Linked DNA regions of Mus musculus: region 1 is linked to region 2. Evidence: chromatin contacts called from public Hi-C data. All regions are on one chromosome and are shown on one strand. Each heading gives the region's core, a stretch centred on a gene start, on an enhancer-like site or on the middle of the called end of the contact. The rest is flanking DNA. Distances are from core to core; before and after follow the strand shown. Region 1 overlaps Frem1 (Fras1 related extracellular matrix protein 1). Region 2 overlaps Nfib (nuclear factor I/B).

Region 1 (3,428 bases), core at 36-2,535, 600 kb after region 2:
TGAAGTATCATCAGATAATTTTGATGAAAAAAATCAAGTGCACTTAAAGAGCTATGTGTGTGTTCTTCAGACTTTGTGGACAGCGTCGAAGTGACCTCAGAGTGGGGAAGCACTCTGAGGGGCAGCACTTGGCTCTGTCTCTGGCAAGGATCTTCACAGGACTGACTTCATTCTCTTCTTCCCTGTGATATCAGCACAGGCTCCCCTCTTGTAGCTCTATCTAGTGACCCGAAGTGACACATGAAAGAAGTGAGACGCTCGTGTGTGCTCACGAACACACACACACACACACACACACACACACACACACACACACATCTCCAAGGCCTCTTCTCCCATTTACATCTCTGACATACGCTTCACACTGTCCATCCTGCCCAAACCTCTTCTCAAATGAAGTGACTCTCTGTCCCCTACCACATCCCAACATCAAATGTGCTTTCTGGGGGAGTTTAAATTAGTTATCAGGAACTCAGCAGCCATGTAGGCTAAAAGGCATGCCATTTTATAATTTTATAATTTATAATTTTATAATTTTCTTAAACTTTATTTCATGTGTACGTGTGTGTCCCTGTGGAGTGTGCACCCTTGTGTATGCAGGTGCATGTGTGTGTTTGTGTGTGCATGTGTATGTGTGTGTACATGTGTGTAGGCCAGGGGTTGACATCAGGTGTCTCCCTTGATTGCTCTTATGGTTGTTTGTTTGTTTGTTGATGTGGTCTTTTACTGAATCTGGACCTCATGAGTTCGGCAGCAGTGGGCAAAGAGTGAGCCCTAGGAATGTGCCTGTGTCTACCTCCTTGGTTCTTGGTTCTGGGGTTACGGATGTGTGCCAACACCCTTGCATGGCAAGCATTCTACCAGCTAAGCCATCTCCTCACCCTCATGATCTGCATTTTTAATATTAGCCTTACTTGTAGAGTTAAAGAATTTGTGCCTCTATTAAAAGGCTGTCAAATATCAGCTAACAAGGAAGAAGAAATTAAAAGGAAGTGAGACAAATCAAGAGCTAGTGTGAGCCCAGGTGACTAGCTGGATGTTCCAAGGTGGCCATTTTTAATATCTGACCGGAGACTCAGTCCTTTGAAAACAGGTCTTTCAAGCTCAGTGTCAGGGCCACACACGACCTCTTAGAGGACACTGAAATCGTCTCCTGACCCATCCTGTCCTTCCCACACCCCTCCCCGCCTGATGCTGGGGAATCTGACCACCTGGGAAATAGGCAATGTGCCATGTGACAGATGGGAATGAGGGTGATCAGGCCAGGGACCATGGAAGAGTAAGAAATACATTTACTGAGGCCAGTGCTCCCAGCTGGGACACTGAAGCAGCTGTCTGCATTGACCTAAAGCTAATAAGTCAGGGATGAAAAAAGATGTGATTTCTAAACATGACTGGATCAAATGCACCATCCCACTTTTGTGAGTAATGATGAAAGCTACTCACTGGCAGAGAAGCCTCCACTAGGGTGAGAGACAGAGCGAATGGTTCTGCTTGGATTCCCATCAGAATAAAGCTAGCACAGTCACAAAACAAGGTCAGCAGAACTCCTGCCCGCAAAATGGAAGCAAAGAGAGAGACTCACCCGTGTGCCTGCCTTCACAACCCTGCAAACATATTCTGAAAGTCAGTGGTGTCCACCCTGAGGTGAGGAGGGCTGCCGTGCGGAGCATTAGCTCTGTTCGCAGGTCCATTTTGTTTGATTTCCCTTGTTACTCCCTCCTTCCATTCCCTCCCAGCCCCCTGAAAAAGGATGCAGCCAGAATGACCAGCACTCTCAGAAAATTTGGGGGATGACTTCAGGTTTGTCTAGGGGTGTCTGCCTGGTCTGATTTTACCATTACCACAATGCTGTCAAGCTTTCTGCATTTCCTGGCAATAGAGTTGGCTGAAGAATCTACCATCTGTCATGGCATTTAAAAGATAAAAATGGAGTCATAAATAGTGCCAGCTCCTCAGGAAAAAAAAAAAAAAAAGTCCAGCCGGCATGTCAAAATGGAGGATATTAACATGTTCTTTCAGAACCCAGCCGCCAGCAGCTGAAGTCAGCTTGCTAATCGCTCCATGTCATCTGTCCTAGAGTGGGCTGCCAAATCTCTCTTCCAGGCCAGCAGCACCAAACAATGCGGGGGAAATTTATGATTCACAAAATATTTTTGCAGAAGGTAAAATTCAACCATTAAACCCTATTTAATTAATGCTGCCACATCCTACATTAAAAAAGAGAAAGAGGGAAAATTCTCTACCATAGAATTCATCTCTTTTACCCAGCCAAATTCCGTGCCAAATTTAACAGCAAGCAACATAAATTTGGGTGATTAGATTGGTTGCATATATTTAATTTTTAAAACGCACCATGATCACACTTTCATTAAAACAGGCACTCGGCTTTGGTTTAGAGCCACCTGACAAACAACACGGCAGCTCTTGATTGGGTGAGCGAAATGACAAGATTAAAATGTGGATCTCGGGCAGATGCGAGGCTCTTCCATTATAAATATGTAAAACTGCTGGCCCCAGATCAGAATGACACATTGAAGGGCTTCCTTCGCACAAACAGAGTCTCCACTAATTTTTGCTAAGATAAAGGTATAGTGCAAAGAATACTTCTTTTGTAATAAACTCTCAGTTCCCAAGGAAGTCCTGATGCACAGTTGTTACGTCAATTGGGCAATGCCTTTGTCTCTCAAATTTAGGATTCTGTGCACAAACTGGTAACAATCGCATCTCTCTCAAAATGGTGGCTAGAGGCTTGGAAGAAAGACATACAGAGTGTCTAGTGCCCTGACCAAGGTAACAACGTGGATATTTGGACAAGAGGAGCTTCCCCACAAACTTCTGCTGAAGAAACCCAGTATGTAAAATCAAACAGAAAACAGAATATCAAGAAACAAAATGAAGTGAAGGTCCAGTTAGTACGTTGAGGTGAGGACCCATGAGCCCCCTAGTTCCCTTTGTCTACAGGAGGGCCTGGCAGGGCTTCTGGAAATTTTCATGCAGGCTCAAGAAGACACACTCAGAGCAGTGGATTAGGCCAGCTCACTGATGCTGGTCCTGAGGCATCCGTGATCAGATTCTTGGGGAGTGCCTTTCAAAAGACAGATTTCCAGCTGAGATTGGAGTTGCCAAAACTGGCATGAGGTCCAAGAATTTGGGATATGTAATGCTCCCACATGTGGTGCTCCCACGTGTGGTGCTCCCATGTGTAGTGTTCTCATGTGTAGTGTTCCCATGTGTACTGCTCCCACGTGTGGTGCTCCCACGTGTGGTGCTCCCACATGTGGTGCTCCCATGTGTAGTGTTCCCATGTGTAGTGTTCCCATGTGTACTGCTCCCACATGTGGTGCTCCCATGTGTAGTGTTCCCATGTGTGGTGCTCCCATGTGTACTGCTCCCACATGTGGTGCTCCCATACGTAGTAAGGGATT
Region 2 (3,263 bases), core at 435-2,934:
TAAAACATTTAGCAGCCAAGTTGAAATTTTTACTCAAAAGGAGAACCTTTAATATATTATGGTGTCTTAACCTCAGAGCGTATCTGAGTTAAACTAATAACGGTATCATGTGTTAAGAAACCTGTTAAGAAACTCTTAGAAGTATGTATAAGCAAACAGCATGATTTACTTAGCATATTCTCTAATTGCTAGAAAATATAAAATGCAAGACTGGCAGAGCATTGTCAGTTTACACAGGGTAGTGGACCCTTCAGGTTTGTAGCCAGTCACCCCTGCACCCCTGATTCCTCACATTTACTCCTCAAAACCACTTCACTTGTGATACTTTCAGGCAAAAGTCTCTAATCCCAGCCCTCATAATTTGGTTTTAGGCACGTGTATTTGTATATCTTATATATAACAATTGTGTTCTGAGAATTCTTTCAGAACCCTGAGAAATGCACAGATTCATTTTCATTCTCTTGTTTTATTCTATAAGGCCTAACAGGATCATCGATGAAGCTCTCCAGAAAAACTCTCTTCCTGAGGAGACTTGTGAGGGAAAGGCTGGGTCTCTTCCCCCTGAGCAAGGCCTATCACCTGGAGAGAAACTGGCCCTGTCCAGTTCTCTTGAATAATGCACAAGGGTTGCAGCACCTTGTGATCTGTCTAGAAAATCAAGTTCTCACTGTGTAGGTTATTGCTAGTCCAGTTACTCTGACTTTCCAAACTTCTCCAGCTTCAACTGTAAATCAACACGTAAACCAAGTTAAAGCATACAGTTTGACTATGCCGTAGAACTCTGCGAGATACCCCAGGACTCAGCGTCTTTGGGGCTCCTACTTGCCAATTTTCATCTGTTTCATTGCGTTATCAAACAGCTGTTATTATTTGGAACTAATTATGTATTAGGGTTTTTTTTTTCCCTGAAAAATTGGTGCTTTTAAATCATTAAGTTTCCAGAGTACGAAACCAGAGCTCAACTTTTCCATATTAGCCAGTATGGGCCCTTGGAACACGCGCACAAGCTTGCCCCACCCAACATGCCGGTCTCCATTCAAGCACATGAAAGGCAGACAGATATCTGTTAATTAGCAGGCAACAAGAGGAACTCTAACGAGAGCCTTCAGGAACAATTTACTGTTCTCCTTTCTGTTTGGAAGATGGTCATGTGATTTTCTTTTCTTTTCATTTTTTTCCACCCTCAGCAGTGTAGATGATGGAAATAATCCAGACATGGTGGGGGGCTCTGAGGTTGGCTTTCTGATACCAAAGTGGCATGGAGTGAGGTGGGGGGAGAAGGCACTCAGCTACAAATCCTGTCTTCGGATACTTTCTCAGGAAGTTGAAGGAAGCTTTAAAACTGGGCTTATACATTAAATTCCAACCCGCTCCTATGCACATTTATCCCATCAAAGGATGTTAGCTCCGTTTTTACTTTTCACGTTAAAAGAAATTGATACTTGAAGATTTGCTATTTGATTGTGGTGATGCCTACTCCAAGAACATAACAGAACTGGTGGTCAGTGGGTCCCCAGAGGCAGCTGGTAAGTTTTGCCTGCCAGGTCACCCCCTGCCTTCTCCAGGACTGCTTTTAACGTTAATGACTCTCGGGGAACAGCTACCCAGCCAAGCATGAAAGCTGTGGGCTCACTCAGCTCCCAAGCCCACAGAAACCTTGAGATTCCAGCCTTCATCAAACAGAAAGTCTGCGTTCTGGCACTTGCCCAAAGTTTGGACTTAATGCTCCCTCTAACTCCTCCCTAGTGTGGGGGAGGGAGGCTTCTGAACTCACACACACAATAAGCATGCTAATCAAGTCAGCAGCCTCTCCCGGAAAGCAACAGCACACAACAGTATATTTAATACTCTACATATTCAGTCAGCAAAGAAAAGAGTTTGAGCTGAGTTAAACCAGAACTTTCCAAACTTAGTAGACCACTCATATCTAGCATGTCTAGGAACACTTCCCAAACTCACATTAAGTGGTACTGGTCTTGAATCTGTTTCTCTCACATGGTACCTCACTCCAGGTACCCTTACTTATTTCTTCTTTAACTCAAGAGACAACGTTCATCTCTAGCTCCCACTTTTCCTGCGGGTCCTTTGCTTGAATCCATTTGTTGAGGGCTACCACTATCCCTCAGAGAGCGTTAGACAGTACAAACTGAAGGTTAGCACAGGAGAGACTATTTCACTGAGGAAAATATTCGCAAAGTTAGTGGCATGAACGTACAAATATACAAAACTTCAGAAAGATGTGCTGCAGAGAGTTCTTTATAGAACAGGATGTGTGTGTGTGCACGCGTGCGTGCGTGCGTGCGTGCGTGTGTGCGTGCTGCTGGGAATGGAACCCAAGATCTTTGTACATGCCCAGCTGGCACTCTATCTACCATGGAGCTGCATTGTCTGCTGTTGAATATTTTTAAAAACTTAGTAACTATATTTCCAAGAATTTGCTGTAATCGGAACATGATGTCTACGTGGTCTCAAGAGTTAAATTTAAAATTCTAACTAATGGCAAATCAGTATATAGCTTGGGACAACTTTTCTAAGGTGCTGTCTTATTGATTTTATGTAAAGATTTATAGCTCACGGTGCTTCAGAAGTGAGTTGGTTTCAAAGCATAAAGATAGTCCCTTGTCACTCACTTTACTTATTTTTGATAAAGCCCCTTTTAATAAATAACAATTATTTTTCTGTTTAGCAGGACCAGAGCTTAATAATATTCTAACTTAATAATATTTGTGTGCCCAATATCTATAAAAATCCTTGTCATATGATAAGACTCTGATAAATGTTGAATGAGCCTAATTATCTCAATCCTAAAGTTTAACTGCACGAAGAGTCCTTTTAAGTTGCTATTTTATCTAAAATTACAGATTGCCTTATTATTTATCAGATTGAGGAGCCATTATATTTTCCATTCAGAAACTTTCAACTCTGTATTACAAGTGTATTATTGGATCATTTTACACTCAGGCTTAGATAAAGCCATGGCTAGTTGAACAGGAGGAACAAATGATCCTGATGCGTTATGATTTGAAGGTATCAAGTAACCAAGCACGAAGCCTAGCACTTGGGAGACAGAGACAGTGTCTCAAGGAAAAAAAAAATTCAAATGTCCAAGTAAATCATCAGTCCGTTAAATTACTGGGCATTAGAATACAACCAGATGTGGTGCCATGAGAGTAAGCAGAAGCAGAGGAAAAACCATGAGGTGCATCACTCTTCATCTTGCGTTAAAAGGATTGCTCTAGTCCTTTCCAGGGATGTCAGCTAGC

What was found. Hi-C and Micro-C count contacts between places; a contact is called where the count stands out from the background.
Region 1: a Hi-C map of stem cell-derived motor neurons shows a contact between it and region 2, with 2.4 times the contacts expected there. The contact joins two enhancer-like sites. A contact is called at or near these places in 1 of 484 Hi-C or Micro-C datasets (stem cell-derived motor neurons) and 2 of 115 datasets of contacts at active chromatin or transcription factors (astrocytes and embryonic forebrain).

What each region holds. Positions count from the first base shown.
Region 1 is chr4:82,944,491-82,947,918 of GRCm38.p6, forward strand. All of the region lies in intron 24 of Frem1 (Fras1 related extracellular matrix protein 1), which reads right to left. Among named protein-coding and RNA genes, the nearest start is that of Gm33260, 23 kb to the left of the region's middle. Within about 2 kb of position 1,286, at least 33 of the 459 cell types and tissues checked have an H3K27ac peak or open chromatin away from gene starts, as enhancers often do. A contact at or near this core is called in stem cell-derived motor neurons, where this site is marked.
Region 2 is chr4:82,343,312-82,346,574 of GRCm38.p6, forward strand. All of the region lies in intron 6 of Nfib (nuclear factor I/B), which reads right to left. Among named protein-coding and RNA genes, the nearest start is that of Nfib, 160 kb to the right of the region's middle. Within about 2 kb of position 1,685, at least 74 of the 459 cell types and tissues checked have an H3K27ac peak or open chromatin away from gene starts, as enhancers often do. A contact at or near this core is called in stem cell-derived motor neurons, where this site is marked.